2 separate regions of the Mus musculus genome follow, and region 2 is linked to region 1. The links are chromatin contacts, called in public Hi-C maps. All regions are on one chromosome and are shown on one strand. Each heading gives the region's core, a stretch centred on a gene start, on an enhancer-like site or on the middle of the called end of the contact. The rest is flanking DNA. Distances are from core to core; before and after follow the strand shown. Region 1 holds the start of Dera (deoxyribose-phosphate aldolase (putative)). Region 2 holds the start of Cmas (cytidine monophospho-N-acetylneuraminic acid synthetase).

Evidence for each region. A called contact is a pair of places that touch in the nucleus more often than the background predicts.
Region 2: a contact with region 1 is called in a Hi-C map of B cells, with 6 read pairs. The contact joins the promoter of Cmas here to the promoter of Dera in region 1. A contact is called at or near these places in 1 of 39 promoter capture datasets (pre-B cells) and 2 of 484 Hi-C or Micro-C datasets (B cells and the N1E-115 cell line).

Annotation. Positions count from the first base shown.
Region 1 is chr6:137,750,900-137,756,856 of GRCm38.p6, forward strand. It overlaps Dera (deoxyribose-phosphate aldolase (putative)), which reads left to right and starts at 3,678. Exons shown (of 9, transcript NM_172733.1): 1 at 3,678-3,739. The coding sequence starts at 3,709. It overlaps Strap (serine/threonine kinase receptor associated protein), which reads left to right. Exons shown (of 10, transcript NM_011499.3): 10 at 1-1,031.
Region 2 is chr6:142,752,799-142,758,628 of GRCm38.p6, forward strand. Cmas (cytidine monophospho-N-acetylneuraminic acid synthetase) reads left to right here and starts at 3,888. Exons shown (of 8, transcript NM_009908.2): 1 at 3,888-4,228. The coding sequence starts at 3,975. LOC115490443 (a long non-coding RNA gene) reads left to right here and starts at 4,510. Exons shown (of 2, transcript XR_003956544.1): 1 at 4,510-5,812.

The DNA.
Region 1 (5,957 bases), core at 2,428-4,927:
TTATGTTATGAAGAAGAAAAATATATTGGCCTATTTTTCTGACTTTCCCTTAAAGAAGAATGCCTTTTTGTCCTTGCCTAGTGATGAAGAGGAGGAAATACATGATAAAGTAACCGGTTTGATCTCTTTCATTGTACAAGGACTGCTTCAGAACAGCTCATATTTTTAGTTATCTAAATAAAATGCCTCTAAAATAATAATTTTTCTCTTTTTTTGGAAATTCTGATACATTTGAATACTAAAACTAACTATTCAAAGTTTTCTATATCATACACAGCCAGCCAGAGCAAAGACAGTTTGGTTATAGAGTCTGAACTAAACATTTCCTAAATTTGAAATTGAATTATTTAAACTTGAAATTTTCATATCTTTTGTTGTGTGTTCATTTATTTCCTTCTGGATGGATACAATTGCTTCTCTTGTCTCTTTAAACATGCATGTTAGTTACTAAAACAGAAAAACACTTAGGAAGAGCAAGTAAACAAGTTGAAATCTCAGTTCTGAAAATATTCTGAAAAACTGCTGTACGTAGTCTAACATCTGCTCGGTTGTACAAATAACCACATGATTTAATGAAACTGGGTTAATCATTAATTTTCAGTATTTATGATATACCAAACTTTCTCATATTTAAACTTGGGTCATTCAAAAAGTCAACCTTTAATAAATTGGATAATAAATTTGTAGTTTATTTACTTATTTTACAATGTGAAGAGATTAAGTTAGTAATTTGGAAATACAGATGAACAGCTTGTATTAATTTGCTTTCTGGTAATTTATCTTCTGAGTGGCCTTTAGTACTTTGATCAGAAAAGTCTCGACTAGTTTGTGACTAGAAGTTGGCGGCACTACAGGCGGTTCCTGGGAGAGCCAGGGAAGCCCGTCACAGGCATTGATGAGCCTCAGGCAGTGGTGTTCCCCTGTCCATGTTTAACATGCTTGGTTTTCTGCTCTGTAGCAGTATTGTTCATGTATCAAGATTAGACTGAGAGTCTGACCCTAAATAAAATTGAGTGCATCTTTTGTAATGGAAGTCGCTTGGATTCCTGAAGTTGATAAATTAAGGGCATTTCTTATTTTGTGCCATTGCTTTCCTATTGCTGCAGCACGTTTGTAGCCTGAACCAGCATGCTTGGTAACAGATCGCAGTGTCCTGAGGCTGAAACAAGGCTCACTTGAGCAAAGTCCAGGTGCTGGCCAAGCTATTCTGTTCTGAGTCACCAGGAGAAACCTCTGCCCTCATGCTAGAAGCCTTTCCTCAGCTAAACCTGTTCTCAGCTTCCTTAGTGACTGACGCTACCTTAAATTCAGGTGCTCACATGAAAAGGCATGGATGACCCCACGTGTGTGTTTGATTCCTACACGTGGCTGTGTGCTTTTCCTGGAAGCTCCCTTCTGTTAATCCTTCCTTGTGCTGCCCATGGTTCTTGGATGTTGCTGTCTCCCACCTCCCGCCTTTGCCTGGTTCTCAGCCTTGCAATCTACACTGTAGGAAAGGCTTTAGAATATGAACCAGGAGGTTGGGACACTTGTGGGTGCTGGTAGATAATTCTTTGACAGTGTGCCAATTTTCTCATAGCCTGCTGAAACTTTCAGTGGGGCTGAAACTTCCAAGTAAAGTGGGGACTGGCGAGTCAGCCTAGTCAGTGAAGGGTGTGCTGTGCATGTTCCAGCATCCGAGTTTGCTTTCCCAGCAGCCACGTGTAAAGTCAGACATGGTAGTGCATATGTGTGCACTTAATGAACATGGCCAGGCCACACGAGATAGCTACATATTAGGTAGGATTGCTTGGTCATTGTGACTAGGTTAATTCTATAGGTTTCTCCATTGAGACATGAATATTTTGGCTATGCGTGATGTTGGCGTTCTTGGTGATCTAGATGGTTTCAGATAAGCTCCAGGTTTTTAGTGCTTGCTCCAAGTTTTGCAAGGTTAAGTGAAAATAACAGTGGCATTATGAATATGGCCTAGACATACATCCAAAATATTTAGAAGTAGCTGTGTGTGGACCAGACTAGATGGCAGCTCAGTAGGGAAATAAGCAGGTTTCTATCTAGCAGAGTAATTGTGTATCTGACACCACATTAATAACTTACATTTATCATGGCCTCAGGTATTTACAAACTACAACTTTGCATACAAACCTATTTTGATCACCCAGTTTTGCAGTAAGTAGACTTATGTCCTAGAACCTTCTAGTCACTAAGAATTGAATTACAAATAGTTTGAGCTCATTAGAGACCTGTTTACCAGATTGCTGCTTAATTCTCAAAATTTGAGTCTCTGGGTATATGTACATCTCTGGCAGGACTTTCCTGAGATGAAAGAACTAGAGCAATTGATTCACTAGAGAAACTTGTAGTTCAGACAAACTTGTAGCTCAGCAGAGATGGTCCATGTGAGTACAGATACAGTGGCTCACCCCCTAGACTGTGAACCTGGAGTAATTCAGAGAAACCAGGCTGAGAAAAATCATCACTGAATCTCAACTTTAGAAAGCAAAGAAATTGTCGCGATCCTTTCTTACAGATAAGGAAAATGAAGTTCACAAAGGCCAGTAGTGTGTCCTAGGTTACATGCTCAATTATTCACAGAACTAAGGCCAGTAGTGTGTCCTAGGTTACATACTCAATTATTCACAGAACTAAGTTAAAAAAATTCTTTTCAGGCCTGAAGAGGGAACTGAGCAGTTGAGAGTGCTTGCGCTTCTTAACACTTAAGTATGGTTCCCAGCTCCTGACTAACTCTTGGTCCAGAGTGGCCTGGCCTGGCCTTTGCACATACCTGAACACATGTGCTATGCACACATATGTGTGTAGACACAAAAATGAAAATACTATATTTTCTAAATGAAAGAAGCTGGACCTTTTATTGAATGTAGCATCTGCCTGTAATCCCAGCAATGGGGATCTGGGGTCTGGGGCAGGAGATTCAACACAGCAACCTCTTGTCCAACCGTGATTACAAAGCAAACTGTCTTAAAAACAAAACGAAAGGGCTGGAGAGATGCTCAGCGGTAAGAGCACTGACTGCTCTTCCAGAAATCCTACGTTCAATTCTCAGCAACCACATGGTGGCTCACAACCATCTGTAATGGCGATCTAATGCCCTCTTTTGGTGTGTCTGAAGACAGCTACAGTGTACTCATATACATAAAATAAATCTTAAAAAAAAAAAAAACAAAAATAAGAAACCGAGTCTTCCTAAGCTTATGTCCTAGCTGCTCTTTCACTGAGTCCAGACTAGAAATTACAGCGCGTTCTAGCTCCTAGACTACCTTGGCTGTCCCCTGAGGGCTCTGGAACACTACCCACAATTCGGGTCCAAGACTACATTGCTCCGCTCATGCAAGAAAGAATCCAGTCCTGCCACTCACATGATCCTACAGCTAAAGTTCCTAAGTCTGATTCTGTCTAGTTCAATTGGCCATGTAAGCATTTAAAAATGGTCTGGGAGACTTCTGGAGCTGGGGAATGCTCAAGTCACAGGCCTGACCTGGAAAGACAGGGAACAGGTAGGGTGATGACCTGGCTGGGCTCCAAGCCCAGGAGCTGGAGAAAAGTTTAAGTGGTACAGGACCGAAGAGGCGTGGCTTTGGTAGGGCGTTGCAAAAGGGGCGTGGCTCTGGGCGGGGACTTGACAGGAAGGAGGAAGGCCAGGCCCGTGTGGCGACCTGGAGCAAGGGTTGGCTTTCAGCGGTGGCCACAATGGCTGCTCACTGCCGGGGCACAGAGCTCGGTAAGGGCCAGCGGGTTGCGCTCCCCTTCGCCAGGTTGGGGGTGGGGGTGCCCAGGGCGATCCCCGGAGGGCGGAGACCTGAACTGAGGCAGAACTCGGGGACAGCCCTGTCGCCAGGCTCTATGCAGTCTTAACCCTTTAAGCGGAAGCAAGGAAGGGTTAATTAGATCTTTGCACTATGTAGCTCTGTGGTCGCAGTAAACCAACCCGAGTGAAAAGCCTGCCGGGTACTTGTGTGCCATTCATTTACTGCCGGACTCACGTAGCCATTCCCAAAGTTGGCTGTGCTGGTGGTCATCGCCGTCTGCTAAAAATGATTTTAAATGCTTAGACAAAATGTTCTTTTTAAAACTATTTTTCACCTTATTGATACTAGTTCAGATATTTCTGGGAAAAAAAATTAAAAGTCTGTAATTCAAACGTAGCAAAAACGTGACTGAGCCAAATGTCAATGACTTAACTTTGCATAATAGATTGTTTGCTTTGTATCCTGGACCCTCTTAGGTGTGTGATTTTGGGTAAATTACTCACTCTGTGCTTATATACCGGCATCTGTAAAGTAGTTATTTATTAGGAAGCTACTTCTGTCTGAAGGTGGTTTGGATAGTGTGAGGAGGGGATACTTGGAGCCGCTGGTATATTTCTCTGCACTTAGTGTTGAATAAGCAACGATAATGAGCGCACTAAGTTCTTTTCATAGGGACTGATTTTGAGTGGCTGTGAGTGATACACAGGGTTACTCTTTTCAGAAGGGACTTGCCAGTCTAGACTTTAGAAGTGTTTAGAATTGCATGCTTGACAGGTAGTCTCTGTACCAGGTTAATGGCACTTTAGTCCCTCTCTCCAACAGAGCCTTACACTTTATCCCTGCAGTGTAAACTTTAGCAGTGACCCTGGAAGATGGACTAAGGGCTGAAGATGAAGCTAGTCTGCATCTTTGTACAAGGTCGAGGATGTAACATAATTCCCCCCCCCCCCCAACAGCTCTTTTAAAGTTTCAAATTTTCCTTTCAGGAGATGCAATTAAGCCAATTTTACTCCCCCCCCCCCCCCCCGCCCCCAGCCCCTAGGTTTCTCTGTGTAGCTCTACACTGTCCTGGAACTCACTCTATAGACCAGGCTGGCCTGGAACTCAGAAATCCACCTGCCTCTGCCTCCCAAGTGCTGGGATTAAAGGCGTACGCCACCACTGTCCGGCCATTTTTACTTTCTTAAAGTGTAAGTCCTGGGCTGGGTGCTATTGCACACACCTGTAACCCCAGCATCAGTTGTGTGTCAGGTTAGCCTGGACTATATAGAAAGAGCTTTCTTAAAAAGCCATCAAAACACTACCTTTCCCGTGTTGCAAAGTAACAGTGTAGACATTAACAGCTGCTATTTAGAGTAATAGTTAATGTGCACTCACACCTCCATGTATAGATTATATTTTCCTTACTGTTCTTGTTATAATCACATAGATTGCAAGAGTTTTTGTGTGCTGTGGTATTAATCCTTAGGCGTGACACAGCTGTAATCTAATCTGCTAAAGTAAATCACGTGAATTATATATGTACTATGAAAAAAATTGTTCTGTATTAATTTCAACATTGCTTTAATTGATGAGTTTTGTGGTTTTTTGCTGATTAAAGACATCTTAATGTTTTTAATGAGTACTACTTTTTAAAAAGAAATTAGCGTTATTTAAACACATTTGTATTAAAAAATTTTTAGGAAAATGCAGTTATCACCAGGGAGATTGTAGAATTCATTAGTCATTGTTATTTACAATTTTTTTCATTTTATTTTTATTTTATGTGTGAGATTTTGCCTGTACACGGTCTGTTTACCATTACACGTGCAATGCCTGTTGAGGCCAGAAGAGGGCATCCAATCCCCTGGGATTGGATTTCAGATGGTCTATGGCTGCCATGTGGGAGTTGAACTCAGGGCCTCTGGAAGAGCTCTTGACTGCTGAGACATCTATCTCATCAGCCTTTAAGACAGCTTTTAAAAATCAAATGTATTTGTCTACTTTGTGTGTGTGTGTGTGTTAGTGCTGGGGGTGGGAATACGCGCATGCACACCTCTGGAGATCAGAGGGCAGCTTTCACAGTTATCTCACCTTCTACCTTTTGACAGCCAAGATTCAAATTCAGGATGTCTAAGTGTGGCAGTAATTGTCTTTGCCCACTGAGCCATCTGGCTGGCCCTGAACTTGATTTTTAGGATGAGAACTCTG
Region 2 (5,830 bases), core at 2,638-5,137, 5.0 Mb after region 1:
CCTGCATTTTCAACATGGGATCCTGCTACAATCTATTTATTAAATATATTTTATTTTCATGGGGCATTAACAGGGCTGAGTAAAATTCTCCAGTTTCCTTATTTTCTAGGCTTCCTAATATGCTTCAGACCCATTTTATTATGTCTCAAACTCAGGACAAAAGGCTAGCTGGGGTGCCTTTTTAACATATCAAAGAGGACCTGGCCACCAGGTTCTCCCAGACGCTTTCAGTACTTGTTAGGACTCCTCCTGACTGGCATACTCCACCCCCTACCCTAAACTCTCCAGCCCAGGGGCTGAGCTTACCTTCCCCCACCTCCCACCTTCTCACCCCCCAGCTTCTCGAATTCCTATATAAATTCAGCAATTTTGGCTACTGGTCCTTTTTTAACCTCTTGGACTCTTGGTCTCTGGGTTCCCAGGCAGTCTCTCTGCTCCTCTCTCCTCTCACCTCACCCTCCTGGGTCAGTCTGGACCCTTCCAGATGCCTCTGGCTATGCTCTGCATCATTTCTACAGTAAAAGCTCTCCTCTACCATACCTAGGAGAGTCCTGTGGTCATTACTGTTTTTAATAAATGCTTGTCCTTTACCAATGAGTGAGGATACAGGTGCAACAAAAGGGTTGTGTTCCAAGATTTCTGTCAGTCATTGGGAACACAGATGTCCTTCTAGCATTAGCAAATGTAATTAAGAAGAAATATCAGTGTATGGAGGGTGAGAATAAAGATGATATTGTTGGCATTTCATCTAGGCTCCGCCCCACAGTTACCTGGCAACAGCTAGGTGTGCCTGACTCACTATAAAAGGGGCTATTTGCCCACTCCTCTCTCTCTTGCCCTCTCGCTGCTCTCTCCTCTTTTTCTGCTCCTCCTCTTTCTCCATTCCTCCTCCCCCTCCACATGCTCATAGTCAGCCTCTTCTCCTCCTCCTTCTCCTCCTCCCCTCCTCTTCTTCTTCCTCCTCCTCCTCCTGGTGAAAGTGTCCAGTACTGTCAACATTAGCTCCCTCTTTTGCTAACCCACAGTTATTTTAAAGCTCTCCTCCCCGTCCTCTTCCTCCGCTCTCCGCCTCTGTCTCCGGCTCCGTCTCCATCTCCCCACCCCTCCCCTGAATAAATTCTATTCTATACTGTACTGGCCTGTGGCTGGTCCCTCAGAGGGAGAAGGGATGCCTCCGCCTGGGCCCCACAGAGGCACCCCGTGCCTCCACACCTTACTACACTCTACCACTCTACCAAACAATTCCTTCTCTCTTATCTTTTTATAAAACACAACAGATATGATGGTTGGATAAATGGAGACCCAAGGTGGTTTATAATTTACTTCCAGATATGAAACCTTACAGTACAGGTTACACAACAAATATCCTAAAATGTTTTGGCACAGCTTGCTTGACCCATACACTTTATCTTTACTGGAGAGCCTCTCGAAGTATTATGCTGTCAAAAAATATGTTACCTTGTGTAAAATACTACCTTTTGTGCCTGCTTGTAATCTAGCCCTCTTTTGCTAACCCACAGTTATTTTAAAGCTCTCCTTTGGAGCTATGACTATATTCAATTAGCTATACTGAACATTTTTTATATTCTATGCACTGTACTGAGCATGTTTATGTATTGCCACAGTCCTCAGAACAACCTTTGTAAGTGATCATCATTATTACCATAGAATTTAGGTTCCAAGAGGAAAAGTAATTTTCCCAAGGTCACTTAAAAACCATAGATCACTGAGACACTCTGTTCCACTCGCAGGATCTTTCTGTCCCATGCAATGATCTCTGTGCTCTGCCCACACAATAAGATTGTGGCAGTTCGAGAAATGGACAGAGTGCTATCTGGGGCATTCTGTTATTTCTGGCTTCCTCCTAGATCACAGACTCCTACACACTTAAAAAGAACAGTAGCGCCCAGCTCTGTGGCTAGGATCAGCCAGAGCCCAGCTAGTGAGCATGGACACAAACAACAGTGTGATCTTCTTGTAAATAGCGCATCTCTCTTCCCAGCCTCCCGTCCCTGACATGGGGACAAAGGAACAAGGGTAGCTCCTGCTGACTTGGCACTGTGGGAAATGGGACCAGCAGCTGTCTTCAGCTCAAGGCTAAATCAACAAAGAGCCTCCTTCTCCTTCAGGCTTTGAGTTTGAATTAGCTCCGTATGACAACAATGTTTCCACCCAGTGCTGTTCCAGACTTTGTGTCTCTAAGGCTGATAGGCAAAGAACAGTAGAATCCAACTTGGATCCACTTTAGAAAGGACTTGGTGAAAGTGTCCAGTACTGTCAATATTAGCTCCCTTCTTGGTTGAAAGGGGACAGTGTCTCTCCTCTCTGTATATCTTGGGTTGGCTTTCTTCAGAGTGAGTGTAGACCCCCTGGCTCTTCCAGAATACCAAATCTCTCCACCCCTTTACTCCCAGGCTTCAGACTTACACAGTCTTTTAACATCCAAAAACTCAACAAGAGAAGGATCTTTTGTTCTCACAGGAGTCTGGAAAGACTTGTAGCTGTGTTCAGGAAGATAGGACATTTCAAGGGCCAAGATTGTCACACACTGTTACTATGAAAAGAATGTGTGTTTACACCCCACCCGCACCTGGGGAGAGGCAGTGGGTTCTCAAAGGAATATATTTTATCAGACAACTTTTTAAAAGTTTTTTTTTTTTTTTAGAAGGGAACAGGTGTGCACTACACTGGAAGGGATTAATAAAGCTGACACACCAGCAGAAGGTAACACTGTTGGCTGAATTAGCAGGGAATGCCAAGCCCATGGGAGGGGGACGATGGCTTAAAATGTTGAGTTCGAGGCACCTGTAGGACATTAAAATGGGGCAATTTCTTGGAGAGGGAGATGAATCAGGAGCATAGGAAGATTGATGTTTAATATAAAAGCATTAAATCATAAAATAGATCCATGCTATAGTATGGACTAAGAAGTTTCCAAGTGGGGAGGGTCTTCAGTTCATTCATTCATTCATTCCTTGGGAGTGGCAGCTCAGCCAGATTGCCTCAAGTTCCAGGCCACCCTGAGCTATGTCATGAGTTCCTGGCTAATCTGAACTATATAGTGAGTTCAAGGCTAGCTCCAGTCAGAGAGCAAAGCAGAGGATGATGATAACTGTAAGAAAAGAGGATGATGATAACTGTAAGAAAAGTGAGGTAGAGAAGATAGACCTTGATCCCCACAGGTTGAGACTGATTTATTGCAACAGCGAGGGGCCCCAAGCTTTCTGCTGTTGCAGGTTGAGCCCATTTACAGACATTCTCTCTCTCTCTCTCTCTCTCTCTCTCTCTCTCTCTCTCTCTCTCTCTCTCTCTGTGTGTCTCTCTCTGTCTCTCTCTCTCTCTGTCTCTCTCTCTCTCTCTGTCTCTCTCTCTGTCTCTGTCTCTCTTTCTGTCTGCCTCTCTCTGCCTCTCTCTCTGTCTGCCTCTCTCTCTCTCTCTCCCTCTCTCTCTCTCTCTCTCTCATACTGTTTGAGAGCCCAAAATATTGTTTGTGAAACAATTAGGCTGGGACTAAGCAATTCTTTATGGCTAGGGGCTGTTGCCCAGTAAACCCGACTCAGCTTCTCATGACCTGAAGTTACCTAGTATGTTGATGGGGAGTGGTTGGAGAGGGAAAAAAAAGGGAAGAAGGAAGAAATGGAGGAAGGTGTAAGGGGAGGAAGAAATGGGAAAACGGAAAGAGGCTGGAGAGGAGGAGATGAGTGGAGGAGGACTAATTCTCATTTATTTTAGAAATCTCCAGACATTATTGAACACTGCACAAAGCGCCATTCAACTAGAGGCTCCTCTGAGCTCACCTGGCCGGCCCCACTGCAGGGTGACGGCGCGGGGAACTACAACTCCCAGCGTGCCCCGGGGCTGGCGGAGCCGTGGGCGTGGCCTACAGCTGCCACAGCAGGCGGGCGGTACCGAGTGGAGTCGGCGGGGCCGAGCTCCCGGATGTGGAGACGTTGGAGCGGCGGCGTGGGAGGAAGATGGACGCGCTGGAGAAGGGGGCCGCCACGTCGGGGCCCGCCCCGCGTGGACGGCCGTCCCGGGGCCGGCCCCCGAAGCTGCAGCGCAGCCGGGGCGCGGGGCGCGGCCTAGAGAAGCCGCCGCACCTGGCAGCGCTGGTGCTGGCCCGCGGCGGCAGCAAAGGCATCCCACTGAAGAACATCAAGCGCCTGGCGGGGGTTCCGCTCATTGGCTGGGTCCTGCGCGCCGCCCTGGATGCGGGGGTCTTCCAGAGGTGCGCATGTGCGGGAGCCGGGCCCGGGTCGGGGGTCGGGGGTCGGGGTCCCCAGGCCTGACCCTGGGTCGCCCCTGCTTGATGGGCGCCTGTCACCTCTGGGCTGCGCAGACTGCCGGGTGCTGCAAGGCCCGGGAGGCAGCAGGTGCATGAATGGAGTCGAGTTGGGGCTCCCCAGCTTAGAGAGTCTTCCCTCACCTTTGAGAAAAAAATATTCTCTGGCTGTGAGGCTGTGAGTCAGCACAAAGAGGAAATGGTCCCTACGTGTGTACGAGGTATGACTGTTTTATGGGTGTGAATGGGTTTAGCCTACCTCTTGAACTTTGGCCTCACTAAAGGCAGTTTTTATCTCTGCATCCTCTCGGCCTCCACCGGATTGATCAGGAGTTACAAGTTGATGCCATTCATCAAAGGAGGGAGATAAAAATCCTTTGCCAACAAGGAATTTAAATGCCCGTGCTAGCTGCATCCAAATTCTGCTTGAATTTATTGCTACCTTTTGATGATTTGGCTTTTAAGATGATTGATTCAGAAGGCTATTGATTTCCCCATATTATGAAGGCAGATTTTTTTTTTCACCCAACTGACATTGTTTAAAGATGGGATAGCAAAAGATATAAATGTATGAGTTTTCTTTGTGTTTTGACTCAAAGGAAGCTCTGGGTGGAGCTAAAGAAACAGCTGGCTTCTGAAAATAACACGTAATAGGAAGTGTGCTGAGGAGAGATAGGGGAGTATCGTGAATTTGGTTCAGCTCAGTAAACATTTCTTGAGCCCCACTTTTTTCCATACACACGCAAGGAGATAGCAAGACGGTCCGTGCACAGTTCTATCCCTTACGGAGCTCTCGATTGGTTTTTGTTTGGTTTTGTGTTTTTAAACCTCTCAGAATGCAGACTGCAAAGGAGTGAGAAGTTAATTATGTATAGGCCACAGGGACAAAGTAACATCTATGAAGGGAAAAGAGTTTGAAGTCATACTGACCATAGATTGAGAACAAAATTATTGTTCATGACTCTCAGGTCCCATGTCAGGAAATGACTTTCAGAGTGGATTCAGAAAGGGTACTGGTAGAACTGGAGAAATGGCCCGGCGCTTGAGAGCACGTACTGGTTTTCCAAAGGACCCAAGTTCAGCTCTCAGCACCATTGTTGGATAGCTCACAACTGCCTGAAACTCCGCACCAGGAGATTGGATATCCTTTTCTGGTCTCCACAGGCCCTTGGTCTCACGTGGACATATTCACACTATACAATCTTTTAAGGGGAGTGGGAGGGTAATTGATAGAGGCGATGGCTCTGGACAGAATGCTTGCCATGTAAGTCTGAGGAACTAAGATCTCATTCCCTGAGCCCACATAAAATCCAAGTGAGAGTCTAGTGCATCTGCAATTACAGCAGGACAGGAGAATCTGGAAACTCAGGGGACAGTCAGCTTGGTGTACCCAGTGAACAACGAAAGAGAGACCCTGTCACAAACAAGGTGACATGTGAGGACCAGTGCCTGAGGTTGCTCTCTGACCTCCACACATGTACCAAGGCACTCATGCATGTAGTCACACAAACGCCCACCACATATGCACAGGTAAGTCTTTATGTCCCG